2 separate regions of the Mus musculus genome follow, and region 1 is linked to region 2. The links are chromatin contacts, called in public promoter capture Hi-C maps. All regions are on one chromosome and are shown on one strand. The core of a region is the stretch at or near the end of the contact, and the rest is flanking DNA. Distances in the headings are between cores, read along the strand shown. Region 1 has its middle 67 kb from the start of Gm32651. Region 2 holds the start of Tfap2b (transcription factor AP-2 beta).

Region 1 (2,700 bases), core at 188-2,687, 460 kb before region 2:
TTATCATTCAAACACAAAATTTGTCACACCACTTTATCGGTCACAGGGAAAGCAATTATACTGTGGTTCAATTTTCCACTCAATGGCTGTACTGGGGATCAAAGTTGGTTTTTATGATGGGGAAAAATGTTTTGCTATTTTATTTGTTACTTAAAATAAAGAAGCATCGTTACTATACTGCTCTCGGAGGGGTTTCAGCCCCCCTCCTCTGCTCCTTCATGAGAGACAGTGGATTATTTTGGCTTTCTCTCTCCCTTTGATTAACTAATCAGCTTTCTTCCTGTCCTCTAAAGCATATTTCACTGTAGAAATGAAATTGGCACGGTTTAAGGTAACATAGCATTAGGACTCTAATCAGAGCCATGGAGGGCAAACCTGCGTTATGCTATTTTTTTCTCTTCTTCCCCCCCTCACCCCCGAGACTAATACTTCTTCAAAAAGCAGCATTGTAATGTTTTCAGTGTGTGTGAGTGAGTGATGGGCTGCATGTGCGGAGGAATGTGTGTGTGTGTGCTTTGTGCATATGTGCACACTCATCTACTCTCCATGTGAAATGACCAACATACCTGCCATTGCATTTATAACTCCTTCTATAAAAAGGAGACCCTTGAGGAGCAACATTAGTTATGGGGAAATTTTGATATGGAAATTACACATTAAAATCTTGCATTTAATTAAAATAAAACACTTACTATATTGTCACCATCCTTTTTAAATCTTATTACTTATCATTATATTTGAGAAACCAAAGAGTAATTCAAATGACAAAATCAAAAAAAAAAAAGGTGTAAGACAGCTTTAACTGGATTATTTAATTTTAGATTTTCTTGTTTTTAATACCAGATTTTCAACGATAACGATTTTTTTTAATAGTGCTTTGGAACTTCAGCCCACAGCACCGACTAGTTAAGTGAAAGCCAATACTTTTCACTGCACACTTACTCCTGAGTGTTGAGAAAAAAAGGAGGCAAGAGACAAGTATTTATGTCTTTCAAATGTATCAGGTTCAGCCTCCCATTTCTGCTTGGTTTCAGCTTTTCTGATTTTTTTTTTCTGGTCTCCTGCTAATTGCCTCCAGGCTCGCTCACTTACATATCCCCTGAATCTAGGAGCAGAGAATCTGCAATCGGCTCTAGGTGACTAATTATGGCGGTGGCTGAGTGATGGTCTAGCTACCACAGGGCACTTGTCTTCAGTGGGGAGCTTCAGGCAGTGAGAGAGAAAGAGGGAGGGAGGGAGGAACAGAGAGAGAGAGAGAGAGAGAGAGAGAGAGAGAGAGAGAGAGAGAGAGAATGAGAGAGAGAGAGAGAAAGGGTAAGGAGCCTGAGATGTACTTGTCCTCTGATGTCTTTTGTCTGCCTCCCTTAACTTAAGTCTGCCCATCCAGGGGCTGCTATCTGGACTCAGAATTGAAAAGAGGAATGTCTTTGTTACAGCAATTCCCTTGGCTAAGGGCTTTTGCCTGTCCTGATGTAAATGCCACTGACTTTCAGCACCTAGGCCAAGAAATTGAGCCACAGCAGAAAGGAATGCCCACGCATCTGAGAAAACTATCTCTGTTAGTTACAGCTATTACCTTGTCGAGTGCTAATGTGCACTGACTTAAACACCAGATCTTTAGAACAACCCTGCAAAACATAGGTTATGATTTGCATTCTCAGGTGAGAAATATTGACCCAAAGATATAGTTAAACCATTCTCCAACCATATCCTAAACTAAACCAAGAACACTGGGTTGCAAGCTAAAAACTTAGTCAAAAGATAATAGCAGATGTGCCCAATTTTAGACCTCATTTTCTAAAGCTTTGATTTTATTGTTTTATGTTTTAAAACCTTAGCATTTTTCATTAAGAAGACCTTTAAGGAACTGTATTAGCAGTTTCACATATTTTTGGTAAAGTATATTAACATAAACATTTCCATCAAAGTCTTGCTTATTGCTCTTTGTTCTAAGTCTTTGAAATACAAGCTGATTGTTATAAAGATTCATTGGAATAATGCTTCATTATTATTGAAACTGAAACAGGATGAAATTATGATTTTATTGTATCTGTTAAAACATTTTAAACATTTTCAATTTGTTGATGTGGTGATTATATATTGTTCACTGAAAGGTTTTTTTTTTTGATGCTTAGACAAATTACAACTATCTCAAATTTTCATCCTATTTTTTTTTTTGAGGTCATCTAGCTCACATCACTAGAGTAGTTAAAATTTATTTTTACATTTATGTAAATGAAGACTTTATTTAATTTTTCTTTTTATTATTTTATTACTTTTAATTAGATATTTTCTTTATATACATTTCAAATGTTATCCCAAAAGTTCCCTATGCCCTCCCCCTGCCCTGCTCCCCTACCTAACCACTTCCACTTCTTGGCCCTGGCATTCCCCTGAACTGGGGAATATAAAGTTTGCAATACTAAGGGGCCTCTCTTCCCAATGATGGCCTACTAGACCATCTTCTGCTACATATGCAGCTAGAGACACGAGCTCTGAGGGTACTGGTTAGTTCATATTGTTGTTCCACCTATAGCGTTGCAGACCCCTTCAGCTCTTGGGTAGTTTCTCTAGCTTCTCCATTGAGGGCCCTGTGTTCCATCTTATAGATGACTGTGAGCATCCACTTCTGTATTTGCCAGGCACTGGCATAGTCTGATACAAGACAGCTATACCAGGGTTACTTCAGCAAAATCTTGC
Region 2 (2,700 bases), core at 31-2,530:
TTTTTTTTTTTTTTTTTTTTTAATCCCGATCCTCAGATATCTTGGAGCTTCGGAGTCTGCCTTCCCTCTCTCGACGTCCCCTTGAGCCTTACTTTCCTTTCCTCTTGAGCTCAGCTCCCCAGCTCCCGGGTTGTGGCGCGGGATCCCTCATCTGTCCCCAGCCGGGCCGCTTCCCCTCGCCCGCCAGCTGGAAGGGCAGCCGGACAGCCTCGCTCGACGCGGACTCCGGAAGCTCTCGGTGGCGTCCGACAAGGCGGAGGGAAAAGCACGGGAGGGATGCGCTTGCCTGGGGACCGGTAGCGGGTAGCACGAAGTGTGGGCAGGCTTCGTTAAAAATGCCCACACGCTGGCGGCTGCCATCTCTGCTTGGAACCACTGACCCGCAAAGAATCAAAATACGACAAAACAAAAATAACAAACCGCGCTCTCTCCCATACGGTACTGGATTTGTTCATACATCCCTCCTTTCCCCTCGCTCTCCCTAGATATCTACCCTCTACCTGCGTACGTTGGTTACCGATTTAAAAAAAAATATTAAAAGTTTAAAAAGCAAAAATTAAAGTCCCAGTCGGCGTGAGGCTTAAAAACCCGATTCTGTCCCGTACTCAAAATGAGGAGAGACTGTTTTTCCCTCACTGTTTGCCTGAATTCCTGGCTCCACGTTACCTACCAGAGTCTACAAGGGGAAGGAGAGAGCCGGAGAGAAAGAAAAACAAAAAGGAAAAGAAAATAGCTCCTAAATTAAACTTCTCACATTCCAACCTTAAAAGTTCCCTTTCTGGAGAGCAAAGTCTCCCAGAGCCAGCCTTAGAAAACTTAAAGAAACCTCAGAAACCCGATCAGAAATCTACGAGTAAATAGCTTAAAATATATCAGCTGGGGTGTCAAAGAAGCTCCAGTTTTCTATCTCCAAAGCTCTAAAATGCATCTGGGGTGTCCGCTCACCTCATAGATGTCTTCGTACTTGACATTCTCCACGAGTTTCCAGAGCATGATCGCAGCCTGGTCTCTAGGAGGTGAGTGCATTCATGTGAGGAGCAGATGTCTGGTTTCTCAGGACTCCGCTGTCTGTAATGATCCATCTATAATTGGAAATGGGGGATACACACCAAATCCGACGCTCCTCTCCCATCGCAACTTATATCTGTTGTCTCAAACAATAGGCTGGAGAAGTAAGCCTCAGCAGACAGAAAAACATTATTGCACACAGGACTTAGATACAACGCGCACGCATACACACACACACACACACACACACACACACACACACACACATGCGCGCGCGCGCGCGCACACACACACACACGCACATGCACACATATATATTATAAAAAATCATAAACATGAATTTACACGCAGATAGTCACATTAGTTACATAAACACCTCTGGGTCACAGAATCCACAGACTAACCGTGCATTTAAAGGGAATATAGTGGTTCAAAACGAGAAATATAAATAGATACATTAAAAATCTGTTTTGAAAATGGCGAATCAATGCAGCCACTAACTAAAGTGTTTTAATAATTGACAATGAGAAACCACGCACATCAGTCCCCAAATTTTCTACATAGTTTTTTTTTTTTTTCTTTTAGGAGAACCATTACTGAGATTTTAAAGACAGTTTTCCTATTCTTGTATATTTAGGGGAGCATTAAAAAAACACCACTAGATTTTTGACTTTGAGTTATATTTCTCTATTGATGCAACCTTATAAAAGTATCATTGTGGAACAAGAATAACACCACTATTTACCACAATGGTTTCTGATATTTTGCTCATTGTGTCTAACACATTTGGAAACTTGAATATCTTGTGGACCCTACAATCTATATTGCTTGTTGCTTTAGGGATTGTTCTATATTTTTAGTGGTTCCTTGGTGTCTTTCTGTTTGCCTGGAGTCTCCATTTTATTAAGTTTTTTCTCTTCCTTTACATGTTGGAAACAACAAAGCACACAATGTTAATCTTGAGACCTTTAACAGGGGTATAGAACATTTTGTATTTGGGTTTATTGCCTGTAATTTGTGATTTTAATCTGATAGACTTGAGACAAGAACACCCAAATCTTTGAGAAGGTTTAAGCTTTGTACTGTTTAAGGAAACAGTGGGAAATGTTTTAAGATGTACAAGAGCAAATATTGTTTGGCCATTTTGCATTGGGGTAGATTTTCTTTTGAATATGTGCTTTTTGAAGTTTAGTTTTTTAAAAAATATTTTCAAAGCATAAATAACAACAAGTACAAAGTTTAACCACTAACCTACCCTCAAGTGGGCACCCTGTAAGGCACAGGATTTTCTTTTTTTTAATTTCATGAGGAATTCTATATTCACTAGCTCCCTCTCCTCCCCATCTTTCCACCCTTTCTGGGTTCTCGGAGGGTTCCCTGGAGTCAGTAGGGAGGCACTGAAGAAGATCTTGGCCCCTGGGGCAGAAAATAAATGACAGGAGGGAATGAGGAGGGTTGGGGTAATTTGGGGTGGAAGTTATTAAACCTGATGAGGGTGAATCTGTAAAGGGAGATTGTCTTTAAACTCCAGTGCATTCTAGAGCTCCGGCAGGGTCGGAGGCTCCGTGAGTAGGAGAAGGCTTCAGATAGACTAGGAGGAAGACAGCGGTTCCTAACAGCCAAGCTGAGGACTCCTACCTCGCAATGAACAGTCCTGTAGATCTATTATTGTTACTGTTATTATTATTAATT

What was found. Promoter capture Hi-C pulls out the DNA fragments that hold promoters and counts their contacts.
Region 1: a promoter capture Hi-C map of frontonasal cranial neural crest shows a contact between it and region 2, with 7 times the contacts expected there. The contact joins the enhancer-like site here to the promoter of Tfap2b in region 2. A contact is called at or near these places in 7 of 39 promoter capture datasets (the 3T3-L1 cell line, the HPC-7 cell line, HPC-7-derived erythroid cells and 4 more), 4 of 115 datasets of contacts at active chromatin or transcription factors (embryonic limb bud, embryonic midbrain, kidney and 1 more) and 2 of 9 other capture datasets (embryonic stem cells and liver).

Annotation. Positions count from the first base shown.
Region 1 is chr1:19,671,453-19,674,152 of GRCm38.p6, reverse strand. No RefSeq gene overlaps it. Among named protein-coding and RNA genes, the nearest start is that of Gm32651, 67 kb to the right of the region's middle. Within about 2 kb of position 1,437, at least 6 of the 459 cell types and tissues checked have an H3K27ac peak or open chromatin away from gene starts, as enhancers often do. A contact at or near this core is called in neural tube, where this site is marked.
Region 2 is chr1:19,207,494-19,210,193 of GRCm38.p6, reverse strand. Tfap2b (transcription factor AP-2 beta) reads right to left here and starts at 1,280. Exons shown (of 7, transcript NM_009334.3): 1 at 946-1,280. The coding sequence starts at 1,026.